4 separate regions of the Mus musculus genome follow, and regions 2, 3 and 4 are each linked to region 1. A link is a contact called in public HiCAR-type and promoter capture Hi-C data. All regions are on one chromosome and are shown on one strand. The core of a region is the stretch at or near the end of the contact, and the rest is flanking DNA. Distances in the headings are between cores, read along the strand shown.

Region 1 (7,834 bases), core at 2,073-4,572:
CTTTGCTGTGCCCAGCTGGTAGTGCAGTGGGACCAATGTCAGGGGACTTGAGGAATAGGTGGTTCAGAATAGGGCTTCCTGAAATCGGTTCCACTAAGTTGGAGGGGACTAGCCCTCGCTGCCCATTCACAAGCTCCCCTTCATAGAAGCCATCCTCATCCATGTCCCCAAAAACATAGACATAGTCCCCAGCTGTGAGGGGCAGCTTGCCTTGACAATGCTCACTAGGCCCTTCAAATGGATTGTAGCTAGATCTAGCCAAGAAGAGCTTGAGCTTGGGAATGATGGGAGCCTCAAGGCTCCTCATTTCCAGGGGAGTGGACATACTGTCTGGTTCTAAATCATCCACTTCACTTGCTGTGTCCATGTCCAAAGAAAGGCAAGATGGCACTGTAGCCCACATGGACTCTACCTCTGAGGAGGAATTTGACTGTGAACTGGTTTTCTTGGCTTGCGGTTTGGAGTCCAGAGACTGACTAGTTGAATTTCTGTCTGACACTTGGGGGCCAGCAGCTGGTTCCTCAACGATAACTGGATTCTCCTGCTGGGAGAGACAAGCAGGAGGCTGTATGTCCCTGGTAGGCAAAGGTAATACACGTTCTTCAGATTTTGTTTTGAACGTGGGTCTCCCGCTATCCCTGGCTTGGGACTCTGAAGCTTGGGTGGTCTCTGATGTCTCTGAGGGGTGGCCAGGCTGAAATTGCAACCCCTGCATCTCTTTCCCGGAAGTCCTAAGGTCACTTAGGGCTTTATTCTTGTAGTGCTGCAGCTGCTGCCGCCTGTCTTGCGCATATCCCTCTTGTTGCAGCAGCTGCTCAGCCAGCAGGCTAGTGGCTTCGAGTTCCTGCCTCTGCCTCGTGTGACTTTGCTGCCGGGAAACATTGCTGTTCTCATCTGCCATCTTCTTCATCCAGTTGGCCAGGGCCTGCAGCCGTGCATTCTCCTCTGACAGCCTGGCGCCTTTGTGCAGCGCGGCCTGCAGTTGTGCCTCTGTCTCCTCGTAGCGCCGCTCAGCTGCGGCTGCCTGAACGCTCAGTTCCTCGCATTCCCGCCGCTGTAAACCCAACTCGCGTTCCAGCGCCTGCACCTGGTGCCGAGTTATCTCCGAGGGTGTGCTGGGTCTGCCCGCGTCTGCCCAGGCGCCTGCTTTACTCTGATGTAGAGTCAACTGTCTTTGCAGGCGCAGCACTTCCCGCTGAGACTCACGCTGCAGCCGGTCCAAGTCACTGATGTTGCACCATTGCGCGCACGTGGCGCCCTCTTCAGGATGCGAGGAGCTGCCAAGGTCCGCGGCGATGCGCGCCTGCAGCAGGTGGCACTCCCGCCTCAATGCTTCGATCTGTAGATCCTTGGCTTGCAGCGCGCCAGCCTGTTCTGACAGGTCCTGAGCACGCTGGCAGGTAAACACTTGGCTCAGGTCCAGACCTTCGAGGCTCTCACCTGGCACTGGAGCACTCATGGCCCTCAGATTGGTCTCCTGAAGCTTGCGGGCCCTGTCTTCAAGGCGCTGAGCGAGATCGGTCAGCTCTGCGTGCTTCACCTTGAGCCATTTCACTTTCTCTCCTGCCTCCTCGGAGAAGCCTTTACGCCGCAGATGCAAGTTTTCTTCGCGCAGGTCACAACAGCGGCGAACCAGCACCTGCAATGCCTCGGCCAGCTCCGAGTTCTGCCTCACCAGTTCCTGGTAGTCCAGACCCGGAGGCGAGGAGGTCGAGGCTTCGCAGGGCTTGTTCTCGGAGCTTTCTTTCTGCAGGTCATTAGGTTTCCTATGTATTGATGGTAGCTGAGGCGGCGGCTGGGGACTGGAGGTGTCTGGAATAGACGCGCTGGTCGCAGGGGCCCTTACCTCGGATTCAGAAGCCTGGGAGCAATTCAGTGTGTTGTCCAGTGAGCAGGAATGTGCTGTTGCCAAAGATTCGAGGGAGCCGGCGCGCGTGGGCAGCAGGTCGTTTGGAGAATGAACCCGGACGCCAGTGTTCAGGCTTTCGAGGGATCCGAGTCGACGAGCAGGCTTTGGGGTGCCACCAGTGTTACTCTGGGCTTCTAGGGGCGGCTCTTCCAAGGAATGCGTGGCTTGGGGGTCCGCGGGTCCCGGTAAAGCCGGCTGCCAGCGGAAGTGCTCTAGGATGTATTTAAGGAATAGCTGGCGCTCCACGTCTAGCGCCGCCTGCAGGTGGCGGATGCGCGCGGCTTGTTCGCCGTCGGTCTCCCAGCGCAGCAGCGCCAGCACTTCCTGCAGGCGACAGCGGCATTGTGCCGCGGAGGCTTCGGATGCCCCTGAGCGGCTGCAGTAACCACGGTTCACTAGCTCCTGGGCCAGCTGACGCTGAAGCTCCCTTGCCTGGCGCAATACAACATCGCGCTCCTGGTGTAGCAACTGCTGCAGCTGCCGCATCTCTGCCTCCTTCCAGCGCAGCAGCTGCCGGATCTCGGCCTCACGCTCGCGCTGCACCTCCTCCTGCAGCTGCCGCAGCTCCCGGAGGCGTCGTGCCTCCCACTTGGAGCGCAGATGGTCAGCCAGCTGCTGCCGCTCCTGCTCAGCCGACTCCCGCAGCTGGCGCGTCTGGGTAGCGAAACGCCTCCGTTCCGACCGGCCGCGCGCGCGCTCGCCCTCCAGCTCTGCCCGTAGTTTTTCTAGCTCTCGTCTCTGCTCCTCCAGCACTGCGGCCGCTGGGCCGGGGCTGCTTGGCTTCTTGGGCGACGCGCGGCCACCACCCAAGGGGGTGGGTGAGTCCTTTGTCATTGTGGCCGCAGCCCGGCAAGAAGCCAGAGAGATAGTTTGGTATTGGTAGGCCAGTTAGCCAACGGCCTCCGCCCCCGGCCGCTGCCAACCGCCCCACGCGCCCCTTCCGGCGCCCCTAGGTGCCCTCCGCGCGCCTCTTCCGCCTTGGGGGCGATCTCCCTTATAACCTGTCGCCTCCCCACAGATTGAGTGCCTTTCGCTTCTTCCTAAACTCCTGAGACCCCTTTCAAACTAGCCTCTGAACTTCCCCGGATACCCCGGGCATATTTCGGAGCCCACACATATCTGCTTTAGGGCTTTTGTGACCTGTTCCACTTTCGCCCTGGCAGTGTGCAATCCTTTCCAGAATTAGATCCCCAGTAGGGTTCCTAGATGATCGCTGATCCTGGGCCTGAGTAAAAATGGATTCTGGTCAGATCTCACCTGGCTCTACTAGGGTTTCTGGTCGAGTTTTGAAATTAGGTAAACTTCTTACAAGATCTGCTTAAATTTGTGGTTGAGCTCTGAGCCCTAAGTGGCTATAACTCCTCTGTTCCTACGCAGGACCCAACATGCTAAGCCTTTTCTTTGTTCTTTTTCTTTTCTTTTTTCTTTTTGGTTTTGTTTTTTTGTTTTTTGTTTTTTTGTGTTTTTTTTTTGTTTTTGTTTTTGTTTTTGTTTTTTTTGAGACAGCGTTCCTCTGTGTAGCCCTAGCTGTCCTGGAACTCACTCTGTAGACCAGGCTGGCCTCAAACTCAGATATCCGCCTGACTCTGCCTCCCAAATGCTGGGATTAAAGGCCATCACTGCCCGGTGCCTTTTCTTATATCAACTGAAACTTTGTGTTGTTTGTTTGTTTGTTTGTTTGAGACGTGTGTGTGTGTGTGTGTGTGTGTGTGTGTGTGTGTGTGTGTAGAGCTGGCTGTTCTGGAATTCACTCTATAGAGCAGGCTGTCTCTGCTTCCCCAGTGCTTGGATTGCAGGAGTTGACCAACATGTCTTGCATCTGAGCCTTTTTGAATCAGCAGGTGGCAGTGACTGAGGATTGATTGCACCCACCTCAAACATGCTGGGCAAATTTTATACCACTGAGATTCATATCCTGTCTCTGTTTCTGTCTGTCTCTGTCTCTCTCTCTGTGAAGTAGTAGTAGTACTAGTAGTAGTAGAGACTGAGCCCAAGGTCTCATTTAGTAAGTAATAGGCAAGCACTTTACTATTCATTATATCTTCAGTCTTCAGCCCCTTTAAAAATGTAAGATGTTGGGGCTGGAGAGATGGCTCAGTGGTTAAGAGTACCAAATGCTCTTCCGAAGGTCCTGAGTTCAAATCCCAGCAACCATATGGTGGCTTACAACCATCTGTAACAAGATCTGATGCCCTCTTCTGGAGTGTCTGAAGACAGCTACAGTGTACTTACATGTAATAAATAAATAAATCTTTAAAAAAAAAAGTAAGATGTTAAGATGAGCAGTGGTGGTATATCCTTTTAATCCCACCATTCAGGAGGAGGAACCAAAGCCATGTTTTCTGCAAGATCAGCAAGCACCCATAACCCTTGAGCCATCTTTCCAGCTCCCCAAAACATTAAAAAAAAAATATATATATATATATAGTCTCACTCTGTAGCTCTGGATGGCTTAGAACTGATGTCTACTGGGCTATCCTAGAAGTCACAGAGACCTTGCCTGGAATAAAGGTATGCAGCACCATGCATGAATGTCTGTTTGAAGTTTCTGGTGGTGGTGGTAGTAGTGGCGATGGTGGAATTTTTTGTTTTGTGTTTGTCTTTGTTTTGGAGACAGGGTCTGGTCTTTCTATGTCCTGGCTGACTTGGAAGTTGCTATGTAGACCAGGCTGGGCTCAAACTCACAAAGATCAACTTGCCTCTGCCTCCCAAGTGGGATTAGAGGTATGTGCATGGCACTATACCCATCTCCTTTTTAAATTCATATTTGAGTTAGGATGTTGCTAATTTGTCCAGGCTGACCTTGCACTAGTGGTCTTCCTGCATCAGGCTACCAGACAGCTGGGATCACAGGTGTGCACCCTACACCTGACTCAAACCTACTCTTGTCCTCTTACCTACTGCTCACTTTTTCCTGTCTTTTGGTATTGATTTGGTAGTTTTCTACTCCAAGGAGCCTTTCTGGACTCTCCAGGCTGGGCTTAGAGTTCCCAAGATGCTCTAGCCCACAGGGTTGCCTTGATGACTCTACATACAGCTGCTTTACCTTTGAGGAATGGGTATGACTAGTAAACCTTTGTGTCTCTGCCCAGAGCAAACTCAAAGCAGGTAAAAATGGAATGTCTTTCCCATGCAGGTTGGACCAGGCAGATAGAAAGAACATAGAGGGTACTGTACTTGGTCTCCAGGCCTACCCAGTTCCAACACTCAGCAAACACCTGTCAGCAAGCTTTAGGGTGTACACCGGGCATGGGGGTATTGGGAAGAGGCCTGAAGGTGGGCAAGGAATGAAGCTTCAGCCAGCTTGTTGGTAAGGTCCAGACCTCAAACGAGGGACAATAGACTCTCCTCTTTCCCTCAAGGAAAAACAAGACCAACAATGATAATAACACCTAATGCTGGGTGGTGGCCCATGCCTTTAATCCCAGCACTTGGGAGGCAGAGGCAGGTGGATTTCTGTGAGTTTGAGGCCAGCCTGGAGTTCCAGCACAGCTAGGGCTACACAGAGAAAATCTGTCTCAGAAAAAAAAAAATCACATATATAGCTATTGTCTGGCTACTTTAGTGTAGATCAGGAACTTTCCTCCTATCCGGTTCCTCCCTGTTCTTCCAGGCTCTGGCATTAACTGGCTTACAAAAAACCACAGTGGTGCTCGCTTCGGCAGCACATATACTAAAATTGGAAGGATACAGAGAAGATTAGCATGGCCCCTGCGCAAGGATGACACGCAAATTCGTGAAGCGTTCCATATTTTTTATGTGTAATACTCAAGTTCACAAGTTCACAGATCCATTGTGTGGTTTAACAGACTATTCTTGAGGAAAAAAAAAAAAAAAGACAGATCTTGGATAAAACCAGAAAAAAAAAAAAAAAAACAACCCACAGTGATAACTAACCTTCCATAGCCATACATTCTGTCAGAAAGATCCTTTGTGGTGCCTTCTGAGTACCCAGGGTGACTTACTTCCTCTTCTTCTTCCTCCTCCTCCTCCTCCTCCTCCTCCTCTTCCTCCTCCTTCTTCTTCAAGACAGGTTTTCTCTGTGTAACAACCCTGGCTGTTCTGGAACTGGATCTGTAGACCAGGCTGGCTTCAAACTCACAGAGATATGCCTGTCTTTGGCTCCTGAATGGTATAACTAAAGGTGTTCATCACCATGCCTGACAACACCTGGGCCTTCTAACCACTGTGTGCACTCAGCTCCTGGCAAATTACTGCTATAGTTATTTATCTAACAAGATTCCCCTAACCCTATAGAAAATACCTTTGGGGGCTGGAGAGATCACTCAGTGGTTAAGAGCACTGGCTGCTCTTCTAGAGGTCCTGATTTCAATTCCCAGCAACCACAAGGTGGCTCACAATCGTCTACAAGGGGATCTAATGCCCTCTTCTGGCCAGAGGATGTATATGCAGCAGAGCACTCATATAATTAAATATTTTTTTGGCGGGGGGGGGGGCGGGGGGGTTCGAGACAGGGGTTCATAAATTTTTTTTAAAAGAAAATACCACCCGGCAGTGGTGGTGCACGCCTTTAATCCCAGCACTTGGGAGGCAGAGGCAGGTGGATTTCTGAGTTTGAGGCCAGCCTGGTCTACAGAGTGAGTTCCAGGACAGAGAAACCCTGTCTCGAAAAATTAAAAAAAAAACAAAACAAAAAGGGGGGGTGGGTATGGGGGACTTTTGGGATAGCATTGAAAATGTAAACGAGGAAAATACCTAATAAAAAATAAATTAAAAACAAAACAACAACAACAAAAAAACAAACCTTTGGGAAACAAGAACATGAGAATTATGGTTCACAATTCATTTTCAGAACTGAAGCAGAGCCGGGCGTGGTGGCGCACGCCTTTAATCCCAGCTTGTCTACAAAGTGAGTTCCAGGACAGCCAGAGCTATACAGAGAAACCCTGTCTCGAAAAAACCAAAAACCAAAAACAAAACCAAAAACCAGAACTGAAGCAGATGAGGGTAGCAAGTGAGAAGCCAGTTATACTTAGCCTTTAGTTTATCCTGGGTTACAAGAAGCCTGTCTTCTTTTTTTTTTCTTTCTTTTTTTTTTTTTTGAGACAGGGTTTCTCTGTATAGCCCTGGCTGTCCTGGAACTCACTTTGTAGACCAGGCTGGCCTCGAACTCAGAAATCCGCCTGCCTCTGCCTCCCGAGTGCTGGGATTAAAGGTGTGCGCCACCACGCCCGGCAAGAAGCCTGTCTTTATGGAGCTCTTAGGAGGCGCTGCTTTGCAGAGACGATCCATGGGTGTCAGTGGCTTTCCAGGGCACCTGGCAACAGAGGCTGAGGATTTAGGTTGTTATTTTATGACGATATGGGTGGTTTCACAGCTCATGTGACTTACTTGACTGGGGTTCAAGCTATGAGGTCTGGAGATCAGCCTGTCACCAGAGAGAGGATTTGGTGTAGATCTCTAGAGTCACCTCACTCACCAGCTGGTATTGCTAGTCATGCCAGAGCCTCCTGTGGCATGTCAGATGGGTTTCAGAAAAGTGTCTTTCTTGGTTTCTACCCTGTTACTTCATGTGACCCAGGACACCACTGTGCTTGAGATATGTGAGAACGAGTTACAGACTTGGAGGCAGATTAAGCCATGTTACTGCTTTCTCTGAGTCTCCCCACTTACAAAATGAAAGAGAAAGATTACATGGGCTGTTTTCAAACTGGATTCTGTGGGGTTTCAGAGTTCCTTGGATAGCACAGGACTGCAAGGGTGAATCGAGGAAGCAAAGGGAAGAGAATTTCTACCTGCCCCAGTGTACAGATCTCATAAGTGTCATGTATATATTCTAAGAAAGACACTGGCTTAACAAAGAAGTAGTAGGCCTGAAGAGATTGCTCAGTGCTCTTCCAGTATGAAGGCTCACAACTGTCTGTCAGTATAGTTCCAGGGATCCAATGCCCTCTTCTGGCTTCA
Region 2 (7,834 bases), core at 2,583-5,082, 1.4 Mb before region 1:
TCTCTGCCTCAGTTTCCCTACCTGTGAAACTTGTCTGAACTAGGGAGGTATCGAGAAAGCCTGAGTAGATAGAGCTCCTAGCCCGGTCCTAGGCAGCAGTTAAAGATGTCCAGCCAATGACACAGAGATGATAGCTGAGAGAAAACCCCCCCAGACCTGAGGAAGGCAGCCAGCCCAGCATGCTGCCGCCGCTGGGATCTTCTGAGGGATGGAACACCCTTGGTGTCTTCATGCAATCTGCTGCCTATGAAGGTTAAGATCCCCAGTTGTCAGACAGTCGGGTTAGGACAGGATCATGCCATCTAAAGCTCCCAGAGTAGCTCCTAGTGAGACCTGTCCGTGCTTCTGAGCTATCAAATTCAGACACAGATGTCCCTCAGAATCCAGCATCCATGTCATTTTGGATCCCAGCTACCCCATGATGCCTAGCCACAAGGATGCTCATCCCTGGCTCGTCTCTGCATACCTGAAACCAGGTCCTGCTCACTTCTAACAGTTGACAGTGTCATTTCTCTATAGAGAGTTGTTTGTGGGATAATGAGAACAGACAAACCCCTGTGTTTAGCACAGGTAATAGTTTACTATCTCCTTTTGGGGTGCTGGGGCTCGAACCTGTGGCTCAGTGTTTGTCCTCTATCACTAATTATACCCCCAGCATTTGTTTTTCTACACAGAGCCTCAGTACATGTCCAGGCAGGCCAATGCTGATGCTGGGATTACAGTCCTGTAACATCATGTTTTACCTTTTAAAATATTTTTATTCTGTGGTTGGTGGAACCCACCAGTTGGAACCAGGACTGGCTGTTTGAATACATGCATGAATCTATAGGTAGCTGCTTCCAGAATGAACTGTTGGAGGTCTTGTATACCTTGAATGATATATTCTCTCTCCCTTCCCCTCTCCCTCCCGCTCCTTTTCCCTCAGTCCCTCCCTCTTGCTATTTCTGGGGGAGCTGTTGAGTCCCCTAGGGGACCTCTGTTCTTTATAGCTTACCCTGGTGACAACAAGCCTAAGAAACCCTGCCAACCTAAGACTCTGCATCCTGGGAGCCAGAGGAAGGCAACACCCTGACTGGTGGTCTTCTGGAAGCCTGGTCGGACCACATCCCAAGCAGTGTGTTTGGGGACAGATACAGCCTGGGAATGGCTTGGGCTGGGGGCCTGGGAATGAAAGTGGTAGGCCTGGGGGGGTGGGCAGGAGTGGACCCAGCTGTTGCAGCCTGGCTCCAATTCCCGCTCTGCATGGAAGAGAGTCCCTAGGGCCAAGGCTGGTGGTCTGTCTGAGAGGGAGTGGGGATGTGTGGGGGCTGTGCCTTCCTCCTGGCAGTGGTCCCTGGGGCATCAGGAGTAGGAGGAAGTTGCTTTCATGCTAAGGGACAGAACAAGCTGTTGGGGAGACTCTCTTACCCGCCCCCCAGATTGTGTGCAGAAGGTCTCCCTGCTTTTAATACCTGAATCTCTAATAGCTCTCAATTGCATCCTCAGGTGGCACCCGTGCCAAGCTCCTATATGTTCTAAGAAGTGGATCGAACATCCCTCTGTCCCTGTCTGTACCCACAGAGTCTCCCTTCTAGTCCAAGAACCAGGTACCAGCTTGTACCACCCAGATCTTTGAGCCAATGAGCCTCCCCACCTGAGCCATCTGGAAACTCCTACTCACCCTTCAAGACCCTGTGCAATTATACCTATTGCTTGAAAGCCACTGGGAGTACTAAGCTCCATATTAACCTGGTGTCATTTCTTCCTAGTTTCTCTGGTCTGAAAGAAGGCTGCACACAGGCTTAGGGTACACAGCACTTCATCTAAATCGTCTTTAGCTGAAGATGTTATTGGGTCCTGTAGAATCAAGCTTTGGCTATGAAGCTTGGTACGGAAGCTGTCAGGGCCCGGCCTCCACCAGGGCACACATTGTGAAGAGGACAGAGGGGCATCCGAGAAGCTGAGATGGACGAGTGAGTAGGAGGCTCCCTCCAGCAGGAGAATGGGAGCCCAGTCGGAGCCCTGTTGGCTTACCCACAACATTTGCCTGGCTTCAGTGGAGGCCAATGGGGCGGAGCCAATGGGGCGGAGCCAGAGGGAATCTTACTCTCAAAATCCCTCCTGCCTGCTGCCAGCCCCCAGGGAAGTCCCGCCATTCGGGAACCTGATATTTTAAGACTTAAAGCAAATGTTTCTGGGGCCCCCGGAGCTGCACCAAGGCGCCCATTCAGCCTCATGGGGGCAGGGCCAGCACAGAAGAGCAGACCCCCACCTGCTGCTCTGTTCCCTGGGTGGTAGTTTCTGACAGCAGGGAGTTACGGACACTCCCTGCAAGACACTCCTTGAGCACAGGGGAAGGAGACCTGTGGGGCTTGCAACCTGACGGTCCCTCTCCCAGGTCTCCACGCTCAGGTAAGACCATCAGAAGTCTTGAATCCATTCCAGACCAGGACCAAATAAACAAGCAGCTGCCCTACCTAGGCACCATCTGGGTGAGCACGTCCATGTCCAGGGTCTGGTTTTGAGCCGAGGAACTTAAGCCGAGCCTTTCCATCCAGTAAAGAAAGAGATCTGAGATCCACTGGTGATGTCTATTGGGGTTACAGACATGAAAGTGGTGATCTGTGTGCTGCTTCCTGATCCATAGTGACAGAAACACGGGGCAGGATTCTTCCTGTCATGGCCTGGGTAAGAGAGGGCCATGAAGCTTTGTCTTGGCTCCAAACTTCTGTCCCCTCCCTCCCCTGACCCCAGTTCACCTTCCCTCCAGTCAGCCTTGAAAGGTTAGAACATAACATACTGGAGGAGGGCAGTGCATGGCAAGGCAGCTGGAGTTGTGCTGGGGCAGTCAAAACCTAAGAGTCTAACTTTGTTTGTTTGTTTGTTTGTTTGTTTGTTTGTTTGTTTGTTTGTTTGAGAAAGGGTCTCACTATGTAGGCCAGGCTGACCTGGAACTCACAGATCTCCTCCTGCTTCTGCCTCTGGAACTCTGGGATTAAAAAGCGTGCGCCACCATGGCCAGAAAGGACCTAATCTTAAAGTATGTTCCAGGACTGGTCCAGCCATGAATGCAAGGGCACACCAAGAGAGGAAGGCTACTCTGGGGGTTCTTTTAGGGTGGACTGTACTAGCAGGTTCAGCTATCCCAGACCACAGTCCTCAGATCTAGTTTTCTTTTCTTTTCTTTTTTTTTTTTTTTTAGACAGGGTTTCTCTGTGTAGCCCTGGCTGTCCTGGAACTCGGCTGTCCTGGAATTCACTTTGTAGACCAGGCTGGCCTTGAACTCAGAAATCCACCTGACTCTGCCTCCCGAGTGCTGGGATTAAAGACGTATGCCACCACGCCCGGCAGATCTGGTTTTCTTGATCGGCAGAGCTTGCTCACAATCTTACCCTTAAGTCATGAGCCTGTCACAGCTCTTCTTGGGCAATTTTCACTATCTTATAGATGGAGAAACTAAGGCCCAGAAAGAAAGGGCAGTCTTTCTGGGACCACAAGCCAATCTAGCTGTATTCTCACCTTAACTCTCTGCTCTGACCCATTACCTGCAGACAGGACAGGGCTCTGGATGGCTGAGGTAGAGCAGAGCACACCCTGGAGAGAATCCTAGCATTGGTACCTGCCTGTGGGGCTCCTGGTCAGTCTGAAAACTTCCTCACAAGCCTGGCAGAAATCACCACTGACCTGGGGCTATCACTTGCCAGCTCTACTGCCCTCCTTTTACCATTTTCACAACCTGCCAAGCTTGACCATGGCTACACTGTCATCCTATGTCAAGGGGATTCCCTCACCTCTGTGTTCCTTAGACAGGACAGGCCTGCCACCATCATTGCCTTGCTGTGAGGTTGCATACTGTGCAGGGCCTCTGGGCCTCGGGGTTCCCAGTTCTGAAATTGGTGGAAGGGTCACTGGCAGGAAGGTGGGAGCAGCACTCACATCAGCCTCTGCTGCCCTGTTCCCTTCCCTGGGGACAGATGCTGTTCATAGTCTCTGGTCCAGCCAATTACACAGGGCCTTGAATTTTTCACAGGCCAGAACTTCGTGGTGGTGTCTGCAGTCATACCTCTGACAATCTGGAGCCAGGAAAATGCCCACAGGAGCTTACTCCTCCAGAGCCCCAGGTGTCTCATAGCCAGAGTGTCTCCAGCAGCCAGAGCTGCCCCTGACACCTCCTTCCTCCACATCTTTCATTCTTTGGGCCTTGGTTTCTCCACATATATTTAGTAAAGGGCAGGATGCTGTTGGAAGTAAGAGAGGTACTTAGGAAGTTGTAGTTGGGGTGGGAAGAAAACACAGAGTATAGGACTTGGGGGTCCAGGAGGAGAAAGTGGGACCCTCTTGGTCCCCTTCAGAGGAACACAGAGGCCAAGAACTCCACAGACACCAAGCAGAGGAGACTGAATTAATTAGGACTCCTAAGGTCAGAGGGTTCCCAGACCCGGGGCCCTTCCAGAGACCCTGCATCCAGGGCACCACTGGGAAACAGATAGCTCAGAGTGGTAGGTGAGGGTAGCAGGCAAGCGCAGCACCTGGCCCCGCCCTTCCCCATCCACACCCTGTCAGAGCCCCTTCCCTTGTGTCTAGGCCCCTGGCCCCACTTGTACACCCAGACTCCAAACTGGAAAGACGGGCCGAAGAACAAACAAGCTCATACCACAGCCCCTACCCAGGCCTGTATGGGCAGGGCCAGGAGCTGGGGTTCCTCCTTTTGGGGTCCCAGGAGCCTAGTGAGAGGGACTGACTACCTGTCAGTCCCTGTCTAGCTGTGCCAAGCCCCCTGCTCACTCTTCTTCAGGATAGCTCCCTGGAAAGCAGGCACGGCTGGGCTATCGCTCCCCAGTTCATCTCTTAGGAGGGATCTGCTCATCACAGGGCTGTTCAAGAGATGTCAGAAGGTTGCTGAAGCTAGACAAACAGGACCAACTCTTCAAGATTCTTCTCAGACCACAGTCCCTGTGGCTCCTTCCTAAGGCTCAATTTTGGCATTCAGTCACGTGGTGAGTATAGGGCTAGGTACATTATAGAGACTGGACAAACACCCGTTACTAAATAAAGAAACCCTTCAGAGCAGTCTAGGGCACACTGAGTGACTCTTGCCTCAGCCTGCTCTTGCCATCTGCATCTGCTCCTGAAGAGGCAGTTGAGACCTCTAGACCCTGCTGTGCTTCAGGCTGCCTCCGTCTCTGCCCCTGTGGCTGTCATCACTGAGCCAGGGTCTTGGCACACTTAGAAATCAGGAAGGTTCTGTTTTTTTTTCCAGATCCGAGGGGTGATTTTCAGTGTATTTGATGGTCTGAGCTACAGACAAGAGGAGAGAAGGCCCGTGCTGGGGAGACGTGGAGCTGAAGACATGGATGGGCATGTGCTGGACTTGGGAGGCAAGCCCTGACAAGACCCAGAGTCCAGGATGCTGTCTGAGAGTGGACATGGGTGGGCCGAGCTGCATGCACTGCTTTAGAGCCCTGCTCCTACTCCAGTGACCCAGAGCTCAGAAGACCTTACCTCCAGGCTGGAGGCTGTAACACAAGTCCACTTACACTGGCCAAGCAGTGGAGGTGGCCAAGGGACTCAAGGTGTCTAGGAGATCCAGGGGCTGTGGGGGGTTGCCATGGAAGAGAATAAGGATAAAATCACTGGGTAGCAGGGGTCTTGAGGGTACAGGGGTCAGAAAGCTCCAGAGTCAAGGACAGAGGAACAATGGGAAGTACCAGAGATAGGACTTCAAATATGCTCAGTGGTGGCACTTGACTGGTTGGCCAGGTCTGTCCCCATGAGACCAGAATGTGGCCAGCCACAGTGGCCAGGTCAGGCCAGATTGGTGTGCTGGGTGTCCATCCTTCCTGAGAACCTGTCAGCAGCCTAGACATGGGGCATGGGTGAGCAGGCGAGACGGGCACCAGGCAGTCCTGTGAGGACACAAGGCTCCACCCTCAGTCTTGCCACCGGACACTCACATGACCTGTGACTGGCTGCCTGCCCGCCCACCCACCCTGCTGCCAATCACAATGACTATCCTCCCACCACACCTGCTCATGGCTGACAGAGGTCTCTATTCCCGGCCAGCCGCCTGCTCGGGTTATATTTAGGCCACAGGGGTGGTGCTGAGCTCCTGACCCCCTCTTGGGGCCCAGAGCAGGGGCAGCTGGACTGGGCTGCCTGCCCAAGCCTGGCCTTGTGGCTCAGGAAGAGGGCTGAGGCCTGGTTACTGCCTGCACGGCTGGTCCCCAGTGCCTCATACTCTGTTCCTTAGCTGGTGGACAGAGAGAGGCCTGGGCTCTGGCTGTAGGACATGTGAGAAAGTTCGGCTGGAGCAGGGACTAAGCTCTAATTCACTCATGGAGCCTGGGCATGAGGGCTGTGGAAAATTCAGGGGGCCCAGCAAGGCTGGGGAGCTTGGAGGGCCAGGCCAGGGTATGAGAGGACACCCAGGGGCTGGGCAGACAGCAAAACTGTTCTCTCCTGGAGCTCCCTGCACCTTTTCAGGGGGACCCTGAACTCCAGGCCCTTCTCCAGGCTGTCTCATAGGATGCTGCTAGGCAGGAAGTGATCCTGGAAAGCCACATCGCTTCTGCTGGTGCGCACGGACAGTCCTTGATATTTGGTCCTTAGATCTGACTCTATTCTGCCAGCCTGAGCCAGACCCCAGGTTTCCTGCCCCCATGCCAGCATGGAGGAGCAGTGCATCTTATCACCACATAGGCCTCTGAAGACTCACACAGAGGGCTTCTGTGAGACCTCTTCATCTTGCTATACAGCCCAGGCAGATGGGATATGATTGGGTTCCTGTGCTGGGTTCCTAGCTATCTGCTGTACTCCTGCACACATGCCCAGCTCTGGAATCATCTCTCACTGCTCTGTAGAGGAGCAGAACTGATCAAATGAATATATGTTTATGCATCTATAGTTTAATAAATCAATTTACGTTTATTAAATCAGATTACTTCAAAATAGTAACAACAGCTGTTCCACACCTGAGAGGCTAGGTGCCCCAGCAGAGGGAGCAGTGGCTGTCACACACTGGAGAGGGTGACAACCTGGTAGTCCACCCTTGGTTCAGGAGACCAGGCACCTCAGCAGCCCTAGTCTGAGGTTGCTAACCTGGAAACTTCCAGAAGAGCTGCTGGTCCTTAGTCCCAGAAACACCAGTTCTACCATCAGGAGAGGAAACCCCAGCAGCAGCAGCAACAGGGCAAATCTACTCTGTGGAGATTGAGACACTGAGTAGAAGGTGGGGAAGCTTCACAATCAGAAAGCACCACCCACACTGGGGAGGCCGGTCTTCACACATCAATCAAAGCCATCGGAACAGTTAGTTCTTCAGGTGGGGCTTCCTACTCAAATGATTTTTTTTTTTTTTTTTTTTGGGACAGGGTTTCTCTGTGTAGACCTAGCTGGCCTGTAACTCCCAGAGATCTGCCTGCCTCTGCCTCTGCCTCTGCCTCTGCCTCTGCCTCTGCCTCTGCCTCTGCCTCTGCCTCTGCCTCTGCCTCTGCCTCTGCCTCTGCCTCTGCCTCTGCCTCTGCCTCTGCCATACTTGGATTAAAGGCCTGAGTGACCACACCCTGCTCAAATAATTCTAATCTGTGTCAAGTTGTCATTAAAGCCATCTGTCTCCTAGGGAGCCCTGGTGCGCTCTGCTCTCCTGAGTCTGGCCACCTACGAGGGCACCAGCTATACAGACTATTCTCTCTGCGCTTTGAACTCACAGGTCTGGTCGGGGACCACCATCCTGCTCTACTGTCCGTTCTAGCTTAGGGGGTAGCTGCTCAAAGCTCAGTCCTCCCCCTCTCCCCAGCTTCCTGCCCTGTTGACCCAGGATCTGAATGAATGTCTGGGTCCCAGCCTTAACTCTCCA
Region 3 (7,834 bases), core at 3,277-5,776, 1.1 Mb before region 1:
TCCGCAGCGCGGCCTCCGCCCCCAAGACAGGCGTCCCCAGGTCCCCCGGTGCGCGGGGAGCGGCCTCTCCAGCGCCCAGCACCGAAAGTGGCTCCCGGGGCCACAACTTGTGCTTGTGAGGAGGTGAGGGGGGGAACACTCCTCCTCCCCTACTGGAGCAGCCAGCAAGCAGGCTAGCCCTCCTACCCCTCCCGCTGCCCGTGCGCAAAGCGGACCTGGCCGGAGACGAGGCCTCCGCCCCGCCCCATCCAACTGCGAATTTTCCCATTGGTAGAGAGACGCGCCCCGCAACCCGCACCGATTGGATGGATGTGCAGAGATTGCGGCTTGCTGTTGGGTTCCTGGTATTGTCAGTCTTAGCCCAGGTCGGCCCCCTAGCAGAGCAGGCCCTGACACCTGCCCGGAATGCTGTGGCTGCAGCAGCTGCAGGAGGCTCGGAGTTGCCCCCTCCCGGCCATCTTCAGAGGAGTTCTGGGGATAGTAGGCCCTGAGCTGGAACTTGCAGGGCAGGCGGTCACTCCCGGATTCCAGCAGCGTTGTCTCCATCTCCACCCCAAGTTCCCAGGTATCCTGCTGTTAACCGGACATTGAGCGTCGATTCCTTTCTATTGGCATAGAATGGTATTTATCTTACACTCCGCAAGTGTAAAGATAAATCCCATTTTACAGATAGAAAATTGAGGCTTTAGGCAACCAGGGCGTGAACCCAGTCGTTGGACTTCCAGCCTTGGGGGCTCTCTCACTGTCCCCATAACCCCTGCAGCAAGGACGAACAAGGTCAGCTAGGCTGGTACAAAGTGGGGATGGTTGCAGTGATTTTGAGGGCAAAAGCAGACTCTAGAAAAACTAGAGCTTTTTTTCTTCTATGAAGCCTGTATTTACAGAGCCTTTGGGCACTCCCTACAGCTGCATGAGACTGCTCTTTCCCCGGGGCAATGAAAAGCGTCCTCTTCCCGGGAAAGGGGAATTATGTGTTTATCTCTTCCCCACTACACCCTGGTGTCCCGATTTCCTCTGCCCTGCTTTGAGTCTTGGAGAAATATCAAGGAGCTTTATCCACTGCCTGAAAAGATAAACACATATTTCCCTACTAGGTAAAGCACACCAAACACATCTCTGCAGTGACATAAGGCAGTGGAGGGGACCCACGGGGGATGCTGTAACATAAACAGGAGATGGAAGTGCAGACTGTGGAAATGAATCTGGCCTGTGCTTGCTCAGAAGCCTCTTATCCTGAGTGCACTGGAAATGAGCAACTCTTCTGGGCTGTCGGTGTTTCCCAAGGCCCCTTACAGATAGTGCTAATGGAGGCCAGGGTGTGTGTGTGTGTGTGCGTTTGTGTGTGTAGGGGGTCTACCCAGATGGTCATATTTCACCCACCTATGCTGAGTCCAGTGTGCTCACCCAATAAGGGTTGCTTGGTGAAGACAAAGAAAGTAAATGCCTGGAGCAGGAGCTCACTTCTGGGTCGCCTACAATACAAATTGATACCAGGAGCTTTTCAGAGTCAAGGCAGTTGCTACTAATCCGTTGGTATTGCTACTTGAAATGAACACCATTTGGCATCCTGGTATTGAGATATTGTTGCAGCTCTGGCAAGGCAGAGTGAGCAACTCTAAGAAAGCAGAGTCTTCCAAGAAGGTAGCTCTCTCTAGGTAAAGCTGTAACTACAGCTCTCTACTAACTACAGCTGTCTTTCTGGTTAAGTTGCTGTGTGGTGGGGACTCTCTTTCCTCAGTTAGAAGTGGATTTAGTCAATCCAGCTCTACCCTGGCCCGTACTCATCCTGGAGCACCTCTCTTGAAGACCCCATAGCTCTGGATCATACCACTTCCCCATACTTGCTGATGGGACAGAGGCTGAACAGGTTTTTCTCTGCTAGAAGAGGGCAAAAGGGAGACATAGCCTCCCAGTGTAGGAATGTCCCCTTTTAGAGACCTGGCTGCTTTAGAGCCTGATCATCAGCTGCATAGAGGAAATCAGGGTGGATAGAGACAGCTCAGATAGGTTTCAGGGCTGCTATCTTACAGTCTCCTTACCAGGGCCAATAATGAATATCTCCCCCCTTCTCTCTGCCTCTCTGTCTCTCTGTTTGTCTCTCTGTCTTTCTCTCTGTCTCTGTCTCTCTCTCTCTCACTGTGTGTGTGTTTCTTGCTCTGTCTGTCTCCCCCCCCCCCACTCCCCCCCCCACTCCCCCCCCCCCATCCTCCTTATCCATCCAGCTGCTGGCCATTTCTGTAGGGATAGTGCTGGGGAAAGCCACAGAGAGGAAGTGTTTGTCAGGAAGAACTTCCTAACTAGTTGGCACTTAAATCCTAAAAAGGTGTTTACAAAAAGTGGTGAGCTCCCATTCGAGGAATGAACAATGAGCCAGACTCAAATGGGAGAGAATGTCAGAGTGCATAACTATTAAAAAAAAAAAAATAGGGGCAGGAATTGGATCCCCTTCCCCTAATTTGGACTGCCTAGTTGGGCCTCAGAGGGAGAGGGTGTGCTGGGATTAGATGTCCCAGGGTGGGGTGGTACCCAAGGGGGGCTCCCCCTTCTATGAGGAGGAGGGGAGGGTGTAATAGGGGGTTGGATTTGGGACTGGGAGGAGAGGAAGGAGGGGAGCTGCTATCAGGATGTAAAGTTAATAAATAATTAAGGAAAAAATTGGGGCAGAGGTTCAAATCCCCCCCGCCCCCAAAGGGCCACCTGCTGCCTGTGATGGGATTCGAACCACTGTTCAACATGTTCTTACATCTCTCTTTATGGATAGGATTGATGAGAAAGCATATCCAGCCATTGTCCCACTCTGAATTCATGGCTTGGTGCTTTGGGGACAAGCTACTGTGTATCTGCTATATCCCAGACCATGCTCTTTTAGCCTCAAGCCCGTGTCCTGCTTGTCCATGACTACCTCTTAGTCCTGTAGACCAAGTGATCTGGCAGCTCAGATGGAGACAGCTGGCAGGAGCACAGGGTGACTGTGCTAAGCTGGAGGAAGAATGGAAGTGCCTAGCTAGGTCTGCCACCTGCTGGCCAGGAGTCATAGTCTCCGGAGTCTGGTCATGTTTGCAAATGATTTCCTTTAGTTCTCAGGAGGAATGCTGGTGAGGCTGTGTGAGAGAGGGCAGAGCTGTGACTGGGTCTGGCTACAGCCTTGCTTTCGCCTCTCTGAGTTCCAGTTTTCTGCAAAACATCAGCATTGAAGTTTGGGACCATGGCACCTAGATCGTCCAGGCAGCTAATGCCACTTGGCATTTTTTTTTTTTTTTTTTTTTAGATTTATTTATTTTTTTTTTATTATATGTAAGTACACTGTAGCTGCCTTCAAACACTCCAGAAGTCAGATCTCATTACGGATGGTTGTGAGCCACCATGTAGTTGCTGGGATTTGAACTTCGGACCTTTGGAAGAGCAGTCGGGTGCTCTTACCAACTGAGCCATCTCACCAGCCCGGCATTTTTTTTTTAAATCAATTACATTTTATTTTGTGAGTATATACCACAATGCACATGTGGTGATCAGAGAACAACATAAAGGACACAGATCTCTCCTTCCACCATGTGGATCCCAAGGATGGAACACAGGTGGCCAGGTTTGACAGCGAGCATCTATACCCAGGCAGCTATCTTGCTAGCCCTTTATTTTACTTCAAGTGAATAGCTTAACTGCTCTGAGCAATTATATTTACATCTCTCAAGTGGAGTGAATGAGAACTGGGTATCAAGTCAACTGGGTTGAGAGTCTGTAGTACAGTATCATTGTCTTTAATGTGGTTGTGATCCTTGTACTGAGTACTCACTTTGGGGAGGACCTCTGATGCTCCCTCCACCTTAGCGATGGATGCTCAAGCCCCTTACACAACCTGATATTAACAGGTACAGGAAGCCCCCAGTGATTGTCCTGGCCCTGTTCTAAATGTCCCAGTCATTGTCCAAACATAGCTCAAGCATGGTAAATTCCTCATCCTTGGGGGTCTGGACTCACAGAACAGCCTCTGTGACTTCTTAAGGACTATGGAAGGCACGGTGGAGCAGAAGTCCGTGTTCTGTGTTGTTTTTTAGTGCAGGGAATACAATAGATGAGAAGTCAGAGGCCAAGGATACAGGCAGTCTAGTAAGACTTGGAGGCGACAAAGGGAGGGGAGGGCTATCTGGGACAGATGATATGGTCTAGAGATAAAGACCAGGACTTTGTCTAAAGGGGGTGGAGGTGGGTCCAGCGCCTGAACCGGGCGGGGTGCAGGGTCTCACAGAGATAACCCACAGGCTGAGGAGCTGTGGCTGCATGAAAGGACCAGATGCCCACACAGCTCCAGCCTTGGTGCATCGCCAGCCTTGGTGCATCTCCAGTCTTGGTGCAGCTGCGGGGGCGGAGCGCTATATCTCTAAGCGACAGCACATACGGCCAACAAGGCCGCGGTTCTGGGTTCGATGCTCCGCCCTTCGCTGCTGCGCCCAATAGCGAGCGCTCTGGAGGCGGGCCGGGCGGGTTCTGGGCTGGAGGCTAAAGCCCGCGGGTGCGGCACCCGGAAGTCGGCGGCGGCGGAGGCGGTGAGTGTGCAGCGGGTGGCTGGGGCTAGCGGGCTGCGCTCCTGGCGGGGCTGACCCAAGGTCGGGCGCCGGGCTCCTGGAACGCGGTCTGGATCAGGTTGGTCGAGGACGAGGCGGTCCGCCCCTTCTCGTCATAATTCAGTTTTCCCTTTCCAAGGCATTAAATGGAAACTAAACGGCCTGCTGGTTCGGGACTCTAGTCTGACAGACCAGACCAGACTGTCTCTGATAATTGAAAGCAAAACCCTCACGGTACTGGAAGATGTTTCTATTTATCCCTGTCAGGATTGGGTGCGGGGAAGGGTCTCGGCAGCAGGGGCAGACTTGCTGTGTAAGAGGCTAGATTGGCGGGACAGAGAGCTGCATGGTTGTTGCAGGGTGAAGGGCTGCAGTCTCCAGTGTCAAGAATTACTCTGGAGCCTAGTCATGTCGCCCCTCTCACTCTGAAACCTCCGATGGGGCCTTGGGCTTCACAGAATGTCAGAGTAGACAGCAAGTGCTGGGTCATTCTTATGCCTGATATGGGCTTTACTGGGCTGGCGTAGTGAACCCTTGCTCAGAACGGGAGGACATTGCGTGTAGGCTGCATCCAGGCCAGGTCTGGCCCCACTCTAGGCTCATTGGCAGCTGAGGTTTTGCTTGTTTGCCTCTTGGACAGTGGACAAGGAGGCCCTGATGTTGAGATCCATCCATGTACCCTCAGCATCTTTCCTATGTTTCCTTCTGCCCGATAAGTCATGTCTTTAGAGTGCACCCTATGCCCTTGCAAATGCCTTGCTCAGCAGACCTGTCTGCTGTCTGGGCCTGCTGACTACCGTTTTGCCACTACTAAGCTCAGCCATCTTCTATGGGGTAGATGTGACAGCTATAAGGGACAGGTGAGAGACATGTCCTCTAGACAATTTTTTAAGGTAGTTTCATTAGTCCAACCTTGTACATAGTGAAGTAAACTCTAGCCAAGGAGGCATGTGTTTCCAAGGCTGCTGCAAGCCAGGGTGATTGGCTTCCAGGCCCGTGCTTCTTCCCCTTTCCCTGAGACCTCCTGGGTCATGTGGTCTGCTGGAGAGGGTGACTGTTCCCAGATAGAACAGAGCCTCTGCCCCTCCTCCAGATTCCTAGTGTTGCTGCTGGGATGTGAGATGCTGTGGTGCTCACATCTCTTCAGGTTCCCCCACATGGTCCCCAATCCCACATTTTCATTTTACTTTTGTGTCTTTATTTTACTTTAAGTGTTTGGGGGACACATGGCAGAGGGGCCCAGCTCCCAGCTGTCAAGTCAGCAGCCTGAGAATTTCCCCTAGTTTTAAGGACCTAGTCTCAGATCACACCAGGCTTTGATGATGAAAAGAATTCCAGGCTAGCCAGTTTAGGAAGCAGAGTTGGAGATTGTGTTAAAGATATTTAAATAGAGGCTTAAGTATGAAGATTAGGCACAAAAGAGGTGCCCAAAAGAAAAAAGTAAAACATACTTCAGAGCTTGGGCTCGGAGCTTCTCCGCTTCTCTGATGCATCTCATTGAGTGAGGTTTAAAAGTCCTGTCTTATTCATGGCTCCTAACTAGGTTCAAAGTCAAAAGTTCAGCCCTGGGAATAGAGGAAGGTAGGATATCTTACTGTCAACAGTTTTGTTTGAGGTTCTCTAACTGTGTCTGGGAAGAGAGATAAGGCCATACCCAAGATCATATGCATTTTTTTCAGGCCTTAAGTGTATTGTTATCTTAACATAAAATACCTGTAAATGAGGCCAGGCATGGAGGCTCACACCTTTAATCCCAGCACTTGGGATGCAGAAGCAGGCAGAACTCTGTGAGCTTAGTCAGGGCCACACAGTGAGAACTTGTCTCAAAACAAACAAACAAACAAACAAATGTAAAAATATCTGTATATGAAAATCCTGGTAAGCGTCGGCACCCGTAGCACTGACTGTGCTGGGCCACTTGCTTTTTGCTGGCAAACGCATTAACCCTGGTCCAGGAGGAGGTCCTGCCCTTGCTTCTCTTCACGTCATTGGCCTGTGTCTCCACCCTGCCTCAGCTAGATGCAGTCTGATCACCTACTTGCTCTCATATATGGTACCCCTTAGCCCTTCCCTGGATGTGGGTGACCGATCACCTGTACAAAGAACAGGACAGGAAGGCTTGGAGGAGTTCTAGAAACAGAGCCAAGTTTGTTGTTGACACTAGGTGGGGAAGAGCCAGAGTTCGTCCTTTGGTGATGTGTCAGTCAGCTTACAACAGTAGTAACTGTGAGTCTGGCGTGTGTTGACTCAGACCACAGGGCCTGCTTGGTAAAGGGCTCCTGACAACAAGATCACCTCAAGCCAACTTGATTTTTTGAGATAATCTGTACCATTTTCACCTCTTACCTCAACTATTCATTGTTTGTTCTTTGAGGCAATATAGTCTTGATGAGACTAGAACTTGCTATGTTGCCCAGGCTGGCCTTGAGCTCCTGGCTGTCTTATTTCTTGGCCTCCAGGGTGCTGTCAACTTTAATATTCTGTGTGTGTGTGTGTCTGTGTGTGTGTGTGTCTGTGTGTGTGTGTCTTGCTATGTCACCTAGGCTGACATTGAATTGGCCATCCTCCTGTCTCTGCCTCCTAGGTTGGAGGATCACAGGTGTGCATGCTACACCCAGCTCCCCTTTGAGATTTCAAAAGTCATGTATACAAACTTAAAAAAAAAAATGCCTCCATGTCCCAGCAACTACTCCCATGGTATACTGCTGACACTTGTGTCTACTGGCAAGGTGTCTTAGTGCTTGCCTCTATCCTCTCTGGAGAAGCTGTGAGCTAGAGATGGCTCTATAGTTAAAAGCACTTGTTCTTGTTTGTTTGTTTATTTCAAGACAGGGTTTCTCTGTATAGTCCTGGCTGTCCTGGAACTCACTTTGTAGACCAGGCTGGCCTCAAACTCAGAAATCCGCCTGCCTCTGCCTCCCGAGTGCCACTTGTTCTTGCACAGGTTCTGGGTTTGGCTCCTAGCAACCAGATAGCGCCTTCCAGGAAACCTGACATCCTCTTTGACCTTTGCAGGCACCAGGAATGCATATGGTACACATAGGCATGCATGTAAGCTAACTATCAGATGCATAAATAAATTATTTTAAAGATATATTTATTTTATGTATATGAGTATACTGTAGCTGTCTTCAGACACACCGGAAGAGGGCATCAGATCCCATTACGGATGGTTGTGAACCACCATGTGGTTGCTGGGAATTGAACTCAGGACCTCTGAAAGAGCAGTCTTATCCACTGAGCCATCTCTCTAGCCCACCCCGTCCCCTTTTTTT
Region 4 (7,834 bases), core at 3,531-6,030, 1.0 Mb before region 1:
CCATTGAACATGACTTCAGAAATCCATTCCCCAGTCATGAAAATGTACTGTGCTAACTTTCTTTTCCATAGTGGAAACACTTATTTATAGTCATCAAAAATAGTGAATAAAAAATGCCTTTGAAAACCTGGACCAGCTGACAAGGCTATGTGAGGGGTGGGGAAGGTGTCTATGCCTGGAGCCCTCCTTGGCCACCTGTCTACCAGCCTGATTTTCTCCTAGGAGAAAACCAGTTTGTCAAAATGGTGTGTCCTTCTGTGGCTCTTAGGGACCAGATACTACGGTACCGGCTGGTGCTGGAGGCCACAGTGTGTGTGGCTGCAACTGGCATTCAGGGCCAAGGTGGGCTGCTTCCTTGCTGCTAGAACTATTGCTTTGTGCTTTTGTATAGGGTCTGTGTGTGTGTGAGAGAGAAAGAGAGGTGAAGGGAGACTATTATGTGCTTTCATCTTGGTGAAGGGAGGTGGTAGGTAGCTAAACATCTGGCTATAGGAAAAACTGGTTTTGATTGGCTCTGGTTAATAGAGCAGCTCCAAGCTCAGTGGAGGGAAAGGCCACCATGGTACTGTGCCATAGTGTAACTGAGTCTAGCCCTACACTCTCCTATTGGAAGCCATTAGGTGCCCCAATACATCTTCAAATAGCACTCTAGGAGTTTGGACCTTGAATTCTAAACTCAGCACCATTAGGATTAGGGACTACTTGAATAAAACCTGCCTTATGTGGGGCTAGAGAAATGGCTCATCAGTTATGAACGCTTACTGCTTTTGTAGAGGATGAGTTCAGTTTTAAGCTCACAATTGCCTGAAGCCCCAGAGAATTAGACACTCTCTTTCTAGGCAAATCAAATGATAATGCACATACTTACAGACAGGCAAAAGAAAGCCCTGACCTGACTGACTCATTGTGGGCTCAGGAGCTTCAGCAGCCCCACCTCACAGGGCAAGACCCATGGTGGGGTCTGAGTGCATTAACAGGACCTGCTCTTGCTTTGTAGCAGACTGCCAGTAACACCTACCAGAGTCTGGATATTTATCTGTTGATGCTCGCCTTATTAAACTGACCCTGTTAAGTCTGACCTTGTCCTTTGCAGGGTGTGCTTACAAATGCCTGCCTGCCTGCCTTTCTCCTTTCCCCTCCCCTTTTCTCTCCTCCCTCCATCTTTCTCCTTTCTTCTCTTTTTTTATTTTTGTTTTTTGTTTGTTTTTTTTTTTTTTTTATTTTGAGACAGGGTTTCTCTGTGTAGCTCTGTCTGTACTTGAACTCCCTCTGTAGACCAGGCAGGCCTCAAACTCAGAACATCTGCCCAATGGGATTAAAGGTGTGTGCCACTACAGTCCAGTTTAAAGCTTTAAAGAAATTTAAGCTAGCATTCAAAGTCAGCTTTCATGGTGACATTACCATATAGACATGTACTTTATCATACTCACACCTCCCTCGTTGCCCATTCCTGCAAAAGCACCTTTTCATTCCCCAAGCTGCTCTCTAAAGCCAACTAAAGGCTGTTTCTTGGTTTTCTCCATCCCAGGAAGAGATATGTGTATGTAGTGGGGCCTGATGTAGTAGAATTGAGACATTGGCTACAGGTGGCCTTGGAAGAACTGTCCACGGGCCCTGGACTGAGGATTCAGGTTCAAGTACCCTTTACCTTGTAGTAACAGGCAAATGAACCTTTGAGTGGGGTAAATGCCCTTAGGGAGAGGACTTTATAAGTAGGACGTCTCTTCCTATGACCAGTGTTTGGCATTTCTCCCCATGTATCTGCAATAGAGGAGGATGGCTGTGATGGCTCTCATGGCATAAATCCTGGACTCAGACCCAGAAGGTTTCCTTCTATTCTGCAAATACAAACTGGCTAAGGGACACTGCTGTCCTGTGCTCAGGTTGTATTCTGATGTACATTCAAGGAAGTGGTTCATACTATAGATGGTGTAGCCAAGGAAGACATGCATTGCTTCAAGTCTTGAGTGCCCCATTGACAATAGTTTGGAGGAAGGACATCAACAGGTAACTAGCCTGGTATTATATCCTGACGCAGAGACTGAGCCAAGTAGGGTGGAGTCTTAACAGGTTTTAAGACTGTAAGAAACAGATGTAGTGAGCGTGGTGGTGCACGCCTTTAATCCCAGCACTCGGGAGGCAGAGGCAGGTGGATTTCTGAGTTTGAGGCCAGCCTGTTCTACAAAGTGAGTTCCAGGACAGCCAGGGCTATACAGAGAAACCCTGTCTCGAAAAACCAAAAAAAAAAAAAAAAGAAGAAGAAGAAGAAGAAAAGATAAAAGAAACAGATATATCTTATCCATGGGGGCATTCCAAGACTCCCAGTAGATGCTGTAAACTTAAGGGGGTGCCAAGCCCTGTGTGTTACTGTGCATACACACCTGTGGCAAGTTTGGAAGTTGACATAGTGGAAGGTTCAGAGTAATGAAGCCAGATACACTGCAATAGAATCAGGGATATTGTACCTTACTATAGGGCTTAGCAACCTCAGCACAGGTTCCTAAGTTCGCTTCACAGGGCCTCTGGCATCACTACTGCTGCACTTTGGGGATACTGAGACAAGAAAGCTACAGCGTGTCAAATGAGGAAATAGGGAAGCTGAGGAGTTCACACCCAAGGCTGATGAGAGCAGCATAGTATAGTTATTAAATGGTTAGTGTGAGATAGCCTCATAGCCCAGGCTGGTGGCCCTGAACTGGCTGTGTAGCTGAGGATAACCTTGAATTTAAGATCCTTCTAAGCCCTGTGGTGCCGTGCCTTAATAGGCCAGCATTCTACCAAACTGCTGCATCCTGACCATTTTAGTTTCTTGTTACATAGCTTGGCTAGCCTAGAACTCACTATGTAGACCAGGCTGGCCTCAAACTTAAGATCCACTTATCTCTGCCTCTCCAGTGCTGGGATTAAAGATATGTACCACCACACCCAGCTTTTTAGTTTTTGAGATGAGTTTCACTGTGTAGCCAAGGCTGGTAGTCTCCATGTCTCACTCTTCCAAGAGCTGGTATTACATGAGTCACCACACCCGGCTAATCGTACACAAATCTGAATTATTTATGGACTTCTATTTAATAACTGGGTTGTGGGTAGCTGAAAGCATGGAAAGTCAGCACCGTTGTGGGGAGTGCTGCTTTATACCTCCATCTCAGTCCCTCTGCTGTGCTGGCTGCCACTCTACATTCCTGTTTCAGGCCCTCTGCGGCTCTCCTAGGCTGTGTGTTCCAGTGGCTCCCTGCTGCCTTGCCAGCCCTATTCAGGAAGAAAGGTACCATATCACTCTGGGCTCTGGCCTCAGCAGCTACATCTGCCCCACCTAAAACTGTTTTGGACTCTCCACGACCAGTGTTTGCTATTTTCCTACAAGACTGTGGCAGTAGTGTGGCTGCCTTGGTACCCTACATATAACATGAGAGTAGACTTAATCCCAAAGGAACTCTGCAGTGGGGGAGCTGTGAGTCGTGGAGCCTCCTGTGGGCCCTAGAGGCCCTAGAGGTTCTGAGCGTTCTATGTTAGGGGCTGTAGGACAAGATTAAAGTCGGGCGAATTTAACTGAACTGTGTGCCTAATGCAGAGGGCCAGCTGGATACTTACTTACCTGAGAGCGGAAAGGAGTTTGTATCCACTCTGCTCTCCACTGTGAGGTCACATCACTGCTATCTTACCAACGCTGGAAGACCCTGAGCTACGTCTTCTGGCATGGAATGACCAACAGGACAGAAATCTGAGAGAAAATCTATCACTGTTTATGCTGTTGAAAAGCTGTTTCTACATTAAGGCACTCGACCCTGAGCTGTGGGCGAGCCAAGGAGTCCCAGGCCTACAAGCAGTGTTGTAGGGAGGAGGTGGCTGAAGGACTCTGGGTTATGGCTCTACAGAAGGAGATAGCAACAACCAAGGGAAGAAGGCTCCCACTATCTTGGTCTGGGGAGGGGTGGACGATGGAGAAGAGCCTCCGGACTGGGGGCGGCTCTGGGGGAATCGTCAGCCAGCACCCTGTTCAGGCCCTGAATAAGCTTCCAAAGTAAATGTTGCTGCCTTGTGGAGTGGCTAAGGCAAGCAGTGGGGTTTGACCATGTTCTTACTCAAAACATTAAAACTGATCTGCTAGGGGAAGCCAATGCAGATGCCTGCAGCATCCTTGGAGGGCCGGTCCACCTTAAACAGCTGCGTCCTGGCGCGGGCAGGTGGGCTTGCTCGCGGGTGGGTGGTGAGCATGCGCAGCCTTTCTAGTCAAGGCCAGAGCAGGGTTCAGTCACTTTCCCTAGGACACCAGCTTTCCGAAGGCGTTCCTAGGTCTCTTACACACGGCCTCAATCAAGCCTGCGGCCTGAGCCAGGACACAGAGGAACTCGGTGACCTAACTCTTAGTGTGTGGAGGGCTGAGAACTGGCTAAGGTTTGGATAGCCATGATACCCCTACCTTGTCATAGAAATCTCGCTCACACCCCAGTGACTGCCAGGGGACCTTCAGCCTGTCCCGGGACTGTGATTGGAGAGCATGTAGGCCCAAGAGAGCTCCCGGGTTAGGGCCTGCGGTAGCAAGGAAAAAAAAAAAAAGGAAAGAAAGGAAGAGACAGACAAGAAAGAGAAAAAGAACATGCTTTCCGTTGTCCTGTCGGTCCAGATGGGCGCTGCGCGTGCGTGGGGTGTCGGGCTACCCCGCAAAAGAGGAGTTGGCCGCCCGGCGCTCCACCCTCAGCCCGCCCCCGCCGCGGCCCTGCCGCCGGGTCCACCTTAAGGGGCGCGCTGACATCAGCGCGCCGCCGCCGCCCGTGGGGTGGGATTTCCTCCACTGCCGCTGCGGCGGATCCTGCGCCGCGTCCAGCCCGCGCGCCCGACCCCGGCCCGACCCGGCCGGCCCCGCCCGCCCGGCCCGGGGAGGGATGCGGCGGCGCGGCGCCCAGGATGCCCCGCAGCCCCGGGACGCGCCTCAAACCCGCCAAGTACATCCCGGTGGCCACGGCCGCCGCGCTGTTGGTTGGTTCCAGCACACTCTTCTTCGTATTCACGTGAGTCGGCGCCGGGTCCAGAGCCTGGTAGCAGCGGGTGGGGGTAGGGAGGTTGGGGGTGGGAGCCGAAGGGGCGCACGTGCCCCACGGGGGCGGCGGTGGGCTGGGCGGATTAGCAGGTTGCGGCGAGGGGCTGCGTCCCCGGAGCACGGACAGGTGAATGCCTGCCTCTGAGCGTTCTAGCAGGCCCTGGGTGTGGTTGCAGCCTTTCATTCCCTCGGGGCTTTGAAGGGGGACGCGTGTCACCTACAGACACCAACCTTCCTAGGGGGAGGGGGGGAGTAGGAGCTGTGAGCCCCCTCGTCGCGGCCAGCATGTAAAATCAACTTATTTCTGTGTTTCTCAGCGTAGGTGTGGCCTGCCCCACAGCCGTGACTGGCCACTACAGCCTACTCAAGGCCCTCAGCCCTCCCTGAACACAACACTGAGAGGCTTCTATCCTACACTTCTAAGTCTGGAGCACAAAAGACCTCAGAGGCTAGGCTGCCAGTCGTGGGGAGGGAGCACTCTTTGCCAGCCTGGCACTAGGCAGCCTCAATTTCTTACCCCGGGCTGGCTCATAGGTCATGGGGTTCTGAATCTCGGACCACTCGTTTCTTTCTACAATTCCAAAGCCTTGACACAACTCAGGTGACCAAAGGGATGGCCATTTGTTTCCAGGTGTGACAGCCCCAGGTGTAAGTGAGCCTGAGCCACCCTTTCCACTTTGTAGAAACATATAGCAGCCTTTGTAGGAGTCTGAATTCAGTGCCTGTTGTGGGAGGAGAGTCCTTACCTGGAGGCTGGGGTTGGGTATGTGCCACTGGCTGCAAAGAGCAAGTTTAAAAAAGGCCTGTGTGGACGGGCTTATTTCTGGCTCCAGGGAAAGTCTGTGTTCTTGTCACTCAGATGTTGTGGATTGTGGACTAAGGAAGGGCTTGGGGAGCTAAGACTGGAGGGGACATATCTTGGAAAATTCGGTCTTCCAGAGGTCTTGAGTGGGGTTCTGTTTCAGTGCAGAGAGGGTGTCACAGGGACATTTCGATGTCTTTTAACATAACTCTAAAATTAAGACATGCAATATGGGAATCAAAGTTTTAAGAGAAATTAAAATCCTCTCCCCCTGCTTTCTCTCCTCAGAGAATGTAAGTAGTTTCAGAGGATTCAGAGGACCCAGGTGGTTCCTGGAAACTTGACTCTGCCTCAAGCTTTGGTCTCTGAGGTTGCTACCGTTTTTTCTGGGCAGTGCTTCCTCTGTGTTCTTGAAGCTAGTGTTCTGGGGCTGTGCATGTGGGTGCTCTTGAGGTTTGGGGTTCTCTTTAAGGGACAGCTACTCTGACTTGAACTGGCTCTGCAGTTGGCATGACTGGGGCCCTGTTCAGTCTGTGTGCATCCTCATCTGCCCCTTGGATGAGTTCCTGAGATGTGGGTATTGCTGACCTGACACTCAGGTGGCTCTGTTCTCAGAAGAGGCTCTGCTGGACAGCTGTGCTCGTTTGGGCAGTGCCAGGGTATAGGCAGGTCTGGTGGCCAGCCTGGAGTAGGTGTCTTTTTCAAGATAGAATCCCTGTCCTCTCATTGCCTCCCTCCTGCCCTGTTTCTGGCTCCGTCCACTGACACCTCAGACACCAAGAAAAGGAAGCAGTCGCTCAGCCTACCTTTGGGGCCTAGATCGGGTCCTGAAACTTTACCTGGCGTAAGTGACCCTTAGATCTCCTCTTTGTGAGTCTGAACTGCTTCTCTCAAGGTGCGGAGGAGAATCTGGTCAGTCAAGAAGGGGAGCCCGCCGGGCGGTGGTGGCGCATGCCTTTAATCCCAGCACTTGGGAGGCAGAGGCAGGCAGATTTCTGAGCTTGAGGCCAGCCTGGTCTACAAAGTGAGTTCCAGGACAGCCAGGGCTATACAGAGAAACCCTGTCTCGAAAAACCAGAAAAAAACAAAAAAAGAAGGGGAGCCCAAGGGCTGAAGGACCAGGGGCTCCTTCCCACTCACCAAGAGAGTAATTGGCCCAGCAGACATCCAGGCTTTTCTAGAACAGACTGGGGTAGGCAGGGTGTGAGATTTGGGATGAACTCCCTGGAGGTAGGATGGGAGAGTGAGCTCCTTTCCCGGGAACCCTCCCGGCCTTGTGCTGGTTTGTGTATCTCTCTCTGTGGTACAGTGCTAAGCTGGGTTTGGTGTTAGGATGGGTCCAAAGGCTTCCTCCAGGCCAGGAGAATCCACTTTTCAAAAGGACATGTGTGGTGGAGGCTGGGGATGGCTAAACCTAGAGCTGTGTTAGGCCGTTTGGGCACCTAGAGTGTTAGAGCTGGATTCAGGAGGGCCTGAGCTCTCTGTGTGGTTAGAAGGCGTGGTGGAGCATGCCTTTAATCCCAGTAGAGGCAGAGGCAGGCGGATTTCTGAGTTGGAAGCCAGCCTGGTCTACAGAATGAGTTCCAGGACAGCCAGGATGGTATAGAGAAACCCTGTCTTGAAAAATAAAAAAAAAAAAAAAAAAAAAAAAAGAAGCCCAGACTGGGACAGTAGACAGTCTGTTTCTGGCCCCTGGTAGCCTTGGGGACTGGAGCATCATGGGAGGGAGACTAGGTTTGAAAACTGTGAGTTCTCCTGCTAGGGTGTCCTGCTCTTCTGAGCCTGTTACTCTTCCTGTCCAAATGTCTAGGGATAACATAGGTGGGTGTAGTTGCTTAGTTCTCCACAGTGCCTTGGATGTCCTTGGATGAGGGCGAGTGGTTGTTGTTGGTGGCCCTGGGTGCCCCATAGGGCAGTGATCTTAGACAGTGTTAATGAAGAACTTGATTAAAATAAAATGTCTGAGTAAAAATTTTCCATTCCACATTTGGCTT

What was found. Promoter capture Hi-C pulls out the DNA fragments that hold promoters and counts their contacts. HiCAR-type assays count read pairs that join an accessible place to other places.
Region 2: a promoter capture Hi-C map of liver shows a contact between it and region 1, with 6 times the contacts expected there. The contact joins the promoter of 4930588K23Rik here to the promoter of Rimbp3 in region 1. A contact is called at or near these places in 2 of 39 promoter capture datasets (both in liver).
Region 3: a HiCAR-type map of astrocytes shows a contact between it and region 1, with 3 times the contacts expected there. The contact joins the promoter of Tango2 here to the promoter of Rimbp3 in region 1. A contact is called at or near these places in 1 of 39 promoter capture datasets (liver) and 1 of 115 datasets of contacts at active chromatin or transcription factors (astrocytes).
Region 4: a contact with region 1 is called in a promoter capture Hi-C map of liver, with 2.7 times the contacts expected there. The contact joins the promoter of Zdhhc8 here to the promoter of Rimbp3 in region 1. A contact is called at or near these places in 3 of 39 promoter capture datasets (cranial neural crest, liver and pre-B cells) and 1 of 115 datasets of contacts at active chromatin or transcription factors (thymic regulatory T cells).

The regions. Positions count from the first base shown.
Region 1 is chr16:17,203,623-17,211,456 of GRCm38.p6, reverse strand. Rimbp3 (RIMS binding protein 3) reads right to left here and starts at 3,322. Exons shown (of 1, transcript NM_001033338.3): 1 at 1-3,322. The coding sequence starts at 2,743. Gm22129 (a small nuclear RNA gene) reads left to right here and starts at 5,559; the gene lies at 5,559-5,665.
Region 2 is chr16:18,602,660-18,610,493 of GRCm38.p6, reverse strand. It overlaps 4930588K23Rik (a long non-coding RNA gene), which reads right to left and starts at 3,832. Exons shown (of 2, transcript XR_384719.3): 1 at 3,771-3,832; 2 at 749-2,663. RefSeq lists enhancers at 5,865-6,071, 3,871-6,874, 5,865-7,834.
Region 3 is chr16:18,340,602-18,348,435 of GRCm38.p6, reverse strand. It overlaps Tango2 (transport and golgi organization 2), which reads left to right and starts at 4,526. Exons shown (of 9, transcript NM_001359109.1): 1 at 4,526-4,638. Arvcf (armadillo repeat gene deleted in velocardiofacial syndrome) reads right to left here and starts at 254. Exons shown (of 18, transcript NM_001272029.1): 1 at 1-254.
Region 4 is chr16:18,232,082-18,239,915 of GRCm38.p6, reverse strand. It overlaps Zdhhc8 (zinc finger, DHHC domain containing 8), which reads left to right and starts at 4,780. Exons shown (of 11, transcript NM_172151.4): 1 at 4,780-5,009. The coding sequence starts at 4,906.